Regions from separate parts of the Mus musculus genome. Here region 2 is linked to region 1. Evidence: chromatin contacts called from public Hi-C data. All regions are on one chromosome and are shown on one strand. The core of a region is the stretch at or near the end of the contact, and the rest is flanking DNA. Distances in the headings are between cores, read along the strand shown. Region 1 has its middle 190 kb from the start of Isl1. Region 2 has its middle 130 kb from the start of 4930435F18Rik.

Region 1 (4,870 bases), core at 1,666-4,165:
TGAATGAGAAAACTTTGTTAGACGTTGCACAAAAGTGGGAGACATCATTTAAAGACTGCATAGGGGAAGGGAGGAGATTCATTAATAAAGGAACTTAAGAGAGGACGATACGAACAAAAAACTGCAATCATAGAACTTCAATTACTGAAAACATACACATGCTTAGATCCAAATCTACTTTATAAAAGCAAGCGTACTTGTTTCAAGAGAAGACAAGTTGTGAGTTATGTATATTACGTGAAATGTTAAATATATAATACATAATTTATTACAACTCTTACAATATATATAGAACAAATTTCAAGTTGCGTTTATACATCTTTGCTTGTTGGTCAACATTTTAGTACAAATTTTATCCTTCCAAGGAAACATTCATACACATTTATGGGAAAGGAAAGTATGCTTTGATACCAGAAGAGCAATGTTATTATTAGGAATTTCTACTGTATAAAATACTAACATGGTAGTAGTCCCTTCTTTGTTTATAGAACTTATAAGTGGGATATATATATATTGTTCTACATTGTGAGGAAAACAATAAAATGTTGGTGGGATAAGTAGGCAGTCTCATAAACTTTCCCAAGCATCATACAACATAGTGAAACAGGAAATATTAATGTACTTGGTGTGATTGTGAGCTAGATACTTTAAAGACCATATATTACTAAAAAAAGCAACATTACTTCCCCCCACCCCCCGCCACCAACCTGAAGCTCTTTCATGAAAACAGCAGCAGAAGCATCATCTATATCTGACATCTGTGCACACACACACCAGTGTCAGGCACGCCAGCCATAAGAGAATAAAAATAGGCTGGAGGTCTGGATGCATCATCTGGTACCTGTTATCGGTCAGCAAAGAGCCTGTGCTAAGTGGCTCCACAGATTGCACCAGGCAAGAAGCTCTCCCCAGGAGGAAAAGCCAAGGCAATATTGCTCCAAAGGGGCTGTAGAATTGTGGCTGTGGTCTCAGAAAGTGACTCTGATGATACCGATGACAATTAGGAGAGAGGGTTTAGAATGTGAATGGGGAGCAATTCAGCTGCTACACTCTCTGTGAGCAGACTGTTGCCTCAGGCAAAAGGACCCTGCTGTCCTTTGTTCAAACTGCTAGGACTGGTGGAAGGTAAACCCAGAAAGGGGGATTTGTATAATTCATCTTAACTTAAAAGTTCAAGTTAAAAACTTTGAATGAATTTAGATACCCATTTCTTGAGTGCAGGACTGATGCTTTAGGCCCATCTCACCAGGATAGTTTTAAATTTAAAGAAAATGCTTGAAGAGAAAAAGTTTGTATCTGCTTAGGGGAAGCCATCAGTCAGAGGAAGTACTGAACTACATTCTTTCACCACTGTGCCTTGGGAGTAATGTCCCACACTGAGTGGTCTCTTGTGCTGCTGCGGTTATCACTGCAGTGGTTGGACAGTTGTGTTTTACGGTCTCTGCATGTAGCATTCAGCTTTATAGTTCAGCATAAGCTAATCAATATATCGAGATCAACAATTTTAAAATTAAGTATTTCCATGAAATTCACCATTCTACATATTAAACAAAGTAATTCATTTTCATGGAAATATCAGTATTTTCTGAAAGGAATCCAGTGTTTAAATTTATAACATAAACTATCGTACCCACAGTTATCAAAACCCTTAAAAAAATTAAACTCTTGTATAGAAGGAATCTAGAATATGTGAAAAGATAATGCTACATTTTCAGGATGTTATTTTAAATGGAAAATATAAAGTAGTAGTAGTTGATTAAATGTTGGCATTTTGGTTTTAGGGAAAGAAGTATTGTGCCACTCAACAGTGGTTTTGTTTTTGTTTATATCAAGATTGTATTTTTAAAGATTGAATTCTGTAAAAGCACTATAAACATATATACCTCATGTGTTTTGAATAATTCTACTTTTAACCTCAGAATAAAACCACGAGCTCCACACCATAAGTAGTCTAAAGTTAGTTGTTTATGAGTTGAAGTCACAGTATATTTTCTAGGTATACATGGTTTTCAAAGTAAGAAATTATTTGATATACTCTCTTTGATACATGCAAAGAACACATTTGTCATATCCAGGAAACTTAAATAATTTATTTTCAAATATGATCCTACTTTTTATATCTCATGGTATGATCAAATTGGCAAATGGCCACTTTTTCAGTTGCTCAATATACAGTAGAACCCAATATCATGAAAAGAGGTAATGTAGGGAACACACTTTATTTCAAACTAATGGCAACATTATATCTTCTGAAGGCTTTATTCCATGAGCAGATGACCTCATACATAAAGTTATTTGTCATAATGCGATGGAAGGAGATGACTCTAAATAAAGCATATGTCAGATATAGAAATATTTTTAAATTATTTTTTACTCTGTGTTTATGGCTAATTATGTTGACAAAGGAAATACCAAGAACAAACTATCACCAAGAATCCTAGAAATCATACAAACTTGCACCTGAGAAGAATTTTCAATGGGGGAAGTAAAATCAGGCGAACCTCAATCATGGCTTATTAAATTACAGCTGGCCCAAAACTGTTTGATATTCAAGCAGCTAATTAGCAATGGAGATGTCTAATTCAAACTCTGGGCTTTGATCTCTGCTTCACCCAATATTTATTAGGTTTATTTTTTAAAAGAATGGAGAGGGAAAGTCTCTTGAAAGCTGGAGGAGACAGTCTGAACAGTAGTTTACTTATAATTTACAGACTTGTGGTACTTAATATATAATGCAATAATCTTCCTGGTGCCATTTGTCATTTGGATGCTGCCACAGATTATAGCTTAGGGCACTGCATCTGTGCCCAGATCTGGCAGGAAATGGCCTAAAATCTTGAACAGCTGAGCGTGATGCTTCAGTGTAGTTGGAAGATTCAACCTCTGCTCTGGAGGTCACTGCATGCTTCTGTCCTGACAGCCCAAATTGTTAAGCATGTGACTAATATGCATACAGAACACAGGCTGCCTGACGTCTGCTACAAGCTTGATGGCTGGTTAGCGGCTAGTCTTAATTTTATGTGACAATCCTATGTAGGAAGTGCTACGGGGGTGACTAAATGGAGCATATTGATGTCCCACTGGGTGTAGCCCCTGTTGTTTTGACAAATTCTCCTTAGCATTTATCAATCAGCCCTACAATGGGGAGTGTGCTGAATATCTAATTCAGACATGCTAGTCAGGGCTAATAGAGCAAGATAGCATGTTATTCAATTTGTACTTGTTAGCGATGTCCCACTGTCACTGGGCAATTTACCTTCACACTCCACAAATGAAAAGAGAAATTTGCTGGGCTTCAAACACTTACATGAGTTACAAGCAAAATTTTAATTAGCATGTCATTACAGCAATAATTTATTGCCTCTTTGTAGTTTTCCCCAAGCATACAGATAGCACTTTTCCTATGTTAGAAAGGGTACTCTCAGAGCTTATGAGGCAGGTATTAATAAGGAGAGCCAATGAGTCTTAATATAAAAAACATGTGGACATTTTCTGTTTAGAGTTTTACATTTTACATATGAGATAAAATTGCTATTTGAAACTTCTCCTTTTGAATATTCTTTCCACGATCTACCTACTGTGTTTTAATACTGTTTGATTTTCTTTTTAAACAGATGTTCTGTTGCTGCAATTTTTTCTAAATATTATACATGTGGGCAAGCTACAGAATGTTGAGTACCATAGCTAGAAGCACTCACAGAAGCATGGGCGCTTCTGTGGGTCTACTGTGAACACTTGTGAACACACGAGGTTTTCTGGATTGTAAGCAGAGCAGTGTCTACTGCTTTCTACCATTTGTTTTTGGGAAGTTGCCTGGAAATTACAAATTTAATAGCTGTCAAATAAAACACTAAGGAGGTAGAGTAAACGAAAGAACCTGATAGTCAATTGCTAGTGTGGCCACAATCCAGCATCCTTAGAGAATGTAATGAAGCCCTATATTGTTTAAGACACCTAGGAACAAGGAAAACTAGCATGGAAATCTAATCATGACACTTAGAATGGATTACCATAAAGAGGGATAAATACTCTGATCACAGTGTTGGAGAGTTTGAAGAGTGATAATTGTCAAAAACCTATCCTGTAAGAGGTACATTCTAATCACTTAAAACACTTGCCATGGTAGATCATAGCGAGTAACTAAATATTGATTCACATGTATGTGCCCAAATATGGAGCAAATATTTTTTATGTATTGATTTATAAAAGTCTGACCTTATAGAACTCCTTAATCATATACTAGCAAAATTATAGACGATGGCTTTAGGTCCACCTTGCATCACACTCAAGCAGTATAGAATCAATTCAGGCAGCCTGTGTCCTGGGTCGCATCTCTGCAAACCTAAAGTGTCCAGATAGTGTGTGATCCATGTTATTTTCTAACTGACATGGTGTGGAGTACCTTGCCAGAGCTCAATGGTAACTCTTGAAAGAATGAATAAGTCATTGGCCAGATATATGAGGCATAAGAACGAATCTGTGAGAGAACAAAGTTCCACTCTTGGTATTCTTTCTCTAGAAGGACAAAAAAATCCATCTCAACCTGCAAGAAATCATATCATTCTACATGCATCTATTATTTTTGGAATTGAAAAAATCATAGGACACAGAATTTTAGGTATAGTGTGCAATGTCTACATATTCATCTCACTACAATATTTACTAGTTATCTTCCTTCTCTTGTTTTTAGAGTAATTTTTTCTACACAATTAGTAAGCCACTTGAGTCATAGCTGTTAATCACATGACCACTACTAAATTAATTATAAACGTTTATCATTTGTGTGGTATTTCATGGTTAACAATGTCCTTCTGATTTCAGATTATTGTGGATGCATGTATGTGTATGTGTGTGTGTGTGTGTGTGTGTG
Region 2 (4,870 bases), core at 1,564-4,063, 210 kb after region 1:
GGCTCCTGGAACCTCAAGGCCCTGGGATTTCAAGGAAAGAAAAATAACCAGGCTGAGAGATGCTGGTTCTCTGTTCATTTCTTTCTCTAATGCGTCTCTCCTCTGGGTCAGAGCGCTAATGACGACCTCGTTCCTACGATTTAGGACTCCGGTGCTTTCAAACAAAAGACTCCGGGCCTCCAGCTTTCTCGAGTCGGCGCCCCAAGCTCCCTTTTACCTTGGTCTTTTCCCTTCCTCCTGGTCTGTCCCGCTTCCCAAGCGAGTGAGTCCTCCAATCTGCAGTCCGGCTTTCCCCCCTCTCCCCTTCTGCCAGCTTCCCAGAGAGGATTTCGAACTCCATTATCTTACTATATGTCAAGCAAGCAAAAAGCCTCTTTCCCAGAGGTTTCCCCGCTCCACTTCAGGAGCCCAGGAATAAACCTAAAGACCCTGCACTTCACCTCAAGCATTCGGATTGGAGGACCATTAAGACCTTCCTTGGTTCACTGTTTCACACCTCAGTCTGCCCCACAAGCTAGCAAGGTTTCCTGAGATTTTATTCTTTGCATAACTCCATTTCTAAATATGCAAAGACTCACAAAAATACCGGATGTGTAATGGGGGAAAAAAGAACCCGAACTTTTCCTCCAGAAAAGTGATGGAGGTGAGGGGTGGGTGTGTAACCTGTATGCTCTCGGGGGTGGGGGGTGGGGGGGTGGGGGGTGGGGGGGAAGAGGGTGTCTGGAAGGGGGGAGAGACTGGTGAATCTGGGCGGCCCTGGAGACCAGCAACCAGTCTTAGGGTCCAAGGTGGGAGGGGATCAGGCCAGAGTGGGCCTGCTCCGCCCCTTCGCTAGGCTTCTTGGCTGGGTGCTTCCAATAGCCTGTGTTGAGCTCTGCTGCTCCTGGGGCAACCACCTGGACTCCTCTGAAGAGCTGAAGGCCAATCTTCCAGTTTCCCAACCTACTCTTTTTCTGGAAAGAAAGGCTCCGAACTACCTCTGTCCAGGCAGGGATGTGTTGATACTGAGCTACTTTAAAAGAGAAGCGGTGCTTGGGATGGCAGAGTTCAAAGAGAAATTCCGGAACACCTAGACTACAAGCACATCACACCCAGCCCTGCCTGGGGTTTGAGACCCCAGATCTTGATAAAGGAACCTGGTCCCAGGCTGCCAACATGGTCCTAAGAAATGCACAAAGAAAACACTGCTTTAAAGTCGAAGAACCCGTTCCTCATACCCGATTTCAGAAACTCCTCTGTAAATGTTCCCCATAGCAACTGAAGAAATTTCCTAGATTTTTAATGTTTAGAAGACAAAACATAGTCTTCCTCTTTAATTATCTCCTCTCACATTGCTCCAGGCAAAAGGAAGAGGAAGGAAGAAGAAGATTTAGATTGGGGAGCGACCGAGGAGTATTCTTCTAAATCTTTTAAAGTGGCTTTATTATTTTATTTTATTTTATTTTTACCTTTGGGATTCTTTGTTATTTTAAGGTTCACTTGTAAGACTCTGGACTCCACTCTGAATAAAACATTTTTGTTTTGTTTTGTTTTAGCTTTCCAAGCTGACATAAGCGTTGGATCATCAGGTTTTCCTTTGTCTGCCATCGGTGTAAATAATAGCTTTGAGATTAGCTAATTAAGGGGCATTAATCACTGATAGAAAGGGAATAAATCAAAGCCTTGTTCTAAATTTCAAACTTGCCCGTGTAGATGTGCATAGCTGCTCTATCTGCAGCAGATAGGTGCTGTTTGAATTACTGGTCTTCAGAGTAAACCAAATCCACTTCACTTTTAAAAAATGAATATTGTATTTATACAGCCTGGCGGTGTCGTTACATTAAGCCCCCTCCCTTTCTTACTCCGTTTCATAAACACAGTGTAGACCACAGCTATTATGAGTTAAAAAGAGTCACATCCGTGGCTTTCCCCCTTAGTGCTATGCTTACCTTTTTGAGAATGGAGAGGTCAGCTGGAGAGGGGGAGAGAGAGAGAGAGAGAGAGAGAGAGAGAGAGAGAAGGAATAACCTAAAAGTATAAAGACAGAAGGATGATAATGTGTGTGGAGGCTTGAGGCGCGTTTTGAATCAGAAAACTGTTTCTGTAGAAGTTTTCAAGAGGAGTGACAGGTACAGTCCCTAGGCCACATTCTCTGAGCCCTTCTGCTTAATACCTTAGCACTCATTAGGTTCTGCTTTGTGAGAAAGGAAGCACTGAGGGCGGTGTGGGGTGTGTGTGTGTGTGTGTGTGTGTGTGTGTGTGTGTGTGTGTTGCTGGGTGGACTACGGCATTAGGGATGCACACTGAAGCTTGGGAGGCTCCATTCTCAGGTCTGCAAAGATTTGGGAGTTTGAGTCATTTCGTTACGGACCAGAGAGATTTTTTAAAAAATAAGTACAGCCATAAAACGGCGAGCGGGTCCTTGGAATAAACTGAAAATCTAAGTCCTCAGAGCCAGTCAACACAACACAGCAGATAGTACAGCACCAGACAGAGACCTGAACGCTCTTAGCTCCGTGTCTGTGCTCTGTGTGAGCGCCGCCCTCCTCGACCTTTGCGCATAAAAACTTGTGAGTTGGGGTTTCTCATATTCTCTTCCTCCGCCTCCTGTTAGGCCATGTCTCCTTTTAGCAGCGACTCCCAGCTGAGGACCCAAGTTCAGAATCTTCTCTATGTATAGGACCGAAAGTCAGAGTGGTGTCCCAAGGGCCAAACTGGAGATCTAACCTTCCTGGAAGGTCTCCCTTGGAAGATCCTCCCTCCCTCCCTCAGCCCTCCAGTCTGATGTTTGGAGAAAATCTCGCTTCCCAACCTCCGAATCTCATTACTCGGTGGGTTCTGTCCTTGACTGAACAAGCCTGGCTGCCAAGGGCAGGTGCCAGTTCGCTGGAGGCTAACCCTGTCTAACAGCCCCGGCTGTGCACCCCCCTCCCCCGCCCCTCTGCAGCTGCCCTTACTTCCCTTTTTTTAAATCTTTTAAAAACTCCAGAACCCTCATCATTTTTTTTAAAGGTCCTCAACGTACCGTGTTATTAAAAAAGAGGCTCTGGATCTGCAGGGGCGTTAGCAACCCAGGGGGCTAGGGGATAAGGGGACCGGGGCAGGCCCCGGGAAGAGGCATCTGGAAAGGAAGGGGGGACATTTGCATAAAGCTTTGTCTTGAACGGGCCGAGGGTTATAACGCTAATTACTCAAGATTAATGTGAAGATCGGTCTCCATTGCTCACTAAGATTTATTTAAACACCGAACTGCTGGAGGTCCAGGCTGTAAACCATCCCACCCGGCCTCGGGGCGGGACTTTCTCCTTGTGTGAAGTTTTTTTTATTTTATTGTATTTTTCCAAGTCCACCTGAGACAGAATGAGAGCTGAGGCGGGGTGAGAGGGAAAAGCCATTCTAGAGGATATTGTTCTCTAAAGTAACACCTCCGGGCCTCGGATGTATAAACAGACCAAGTGCATTTCCCAGTCTTTTCCCTTTGCAGACTTTCAAATGAAGGAAAAAAAAAAAAAAAAGCAACAAAACAAAACCTTTTAGCGTTGTTGGTACAGAGCGTAAAGGAGCAAACTTGGTGCTGGCGCGCCTCCTAGTGTCTTCAAAGGGAAGAGAAACCGTAAAGGCACGCTGCTCCACTAAGAAGGCATAGAGCCCTGAGCTGGCTCCTTCATAGGATTGCTGACAGTCATGGGGGCATGACTGTTTTATGCTGAGCATGCACACGCACATACATCCGCGGCTGCGCCCAGGATCACAGTCAGAACTTCCGGTATTCCAATTCAGACTATAAGATCGAAAGTCATCTTCTCTCAAAATATGTACCTCAAGGTAGGGAGAGTGGAGAGCCCGTAGTTAAAATTTTTCTGACTTTTCCAAAGTACTATCAGACTAGAGCCCAATTTTTAAAAAGACGTCGATTTAACACTTAATTTTTTAATGTATCTTATTTGATAGATATTATTTCCCTGTAGAAACCCTCAGGATTGCTATTTCTCTTTAGGTTCCTTGGAGATGTTGCAAAGATGATATTAATGTATGGAAAACTGAATTTTGCGCTTTAGTATCAGGCTGTGACTTGAAACAACTGGAGACTTCAGAGAATAATTTCCTGCTTTGCTGCTTCTTTCCTTGGGGGTAAATTATGTTGTGAGGAACTTCAACATCAATAAAACAACGACCTTAACACAAAGCTACTACTGAGAGAAGGGCTAGAAGAAGCAGTGGACTGTAAGCCAGAAAGCCATTGACTCCTTTTGGACAAATAGTTTTCCCAAAGGAGCCTTCGTTTTCTGTAAAGGGCATAATCCCAGTTAGCTTGCTAACACATCTTCTGCACTCAGAGAAAGTACAAACTCCAAACACACAAAGAACAAACATGGCTTTACTGAGAAGCCTGAAGATATTTTTATGAGGTGTTGAATTCATTTCCCGAAGAGACAAGTCATGCAACCCAGATTTTTGAACTTTGCTTTGAAGTGTGGATGATGTTTAAGGTTTTTACAATATCCTTAACAACATTTTTAAAAATGTTAGTTTTCATTGTCACTTAAAAAAATTCTCATCTGGAATATTTAGGCAAAAGAGAACCCTCTATAAATAAAGTGCTTTCCTTTTATGGTAATTTACACAAGGATTTGAGTCATAAAGGAGCTGGGGGAAAGATAGGGCATACAAATAACAGCAATGATGGGAAATACACATTTCTGGGTATTTGTCTGATTCCTGGTATCACTCTGAGAATTTTATTAGCCAAGACTTGAACTTGTAAAGCCATGGTTTCACTCTGAAGATCATTTGTCCCTAATTATCCCCTGCCTTCCCTCAATTTACTAGAAGGACAGGTGTCTTTTTTTTTTTTCTTTGCAAGATTTTGTTAAAAACAAAAGTCAACATC

Evidence for each region. Hi-C and Micro-C count contacts between places; a contact is called where the count stands out from the background.
Region 2: a contact with region 1 is called in a Hi-C map of the N1E-115 cell line, with 3 times the contacts expected there. The contact joins two enhancer-like sites. A contact is called at or near these places in 2 of 484 Hi-C or Micro-C datasets (the N1E-115 cell line and embryonic stem cells), 6 of 115 datasets of contacts at active chromatin or transcription factors (embryonic forebrain, embryonic hindbrain, embryonic stem cells and 2 more) and 1 of 9 other capture datasets (embryonic tail).

Annotation. Positions count from the first base shown.
Region 1 is chr13:116,494,831-116,499,700 of GRCm38.p6, forward strand. No RefSeq gene overlaps it. Among named protein-coding and RNA genes, the nearest start is that of Isl1, 190 kb to the left of the region's middle. Within about 2 kb of position 2,916, at least 17 of the 459 cell types and tissues checked have an H3K27ac peak or open chromatin away from gene starts, as enhancers often do. A contact at or near this core is called in the N1E-115 cell line, where this site is marked.
Region 2 is chr13:116,708,853-116,713,722 of GRCm38.p6, forward strand. No RefSeq gene overlaps it. Among named protein-coding and RNA genes, the nearest start is that of 4930435F18Rik, 130 kb to the right of the region's middle. Within about 2 kb of position 2,814, at least 51 of the 459 cell types and tissues checked have an H3K27ac peak or open chromatin away from gene starts, as enhancers often do. A contact at or near this core is called in the N1E-115 cell line, where this site is marked.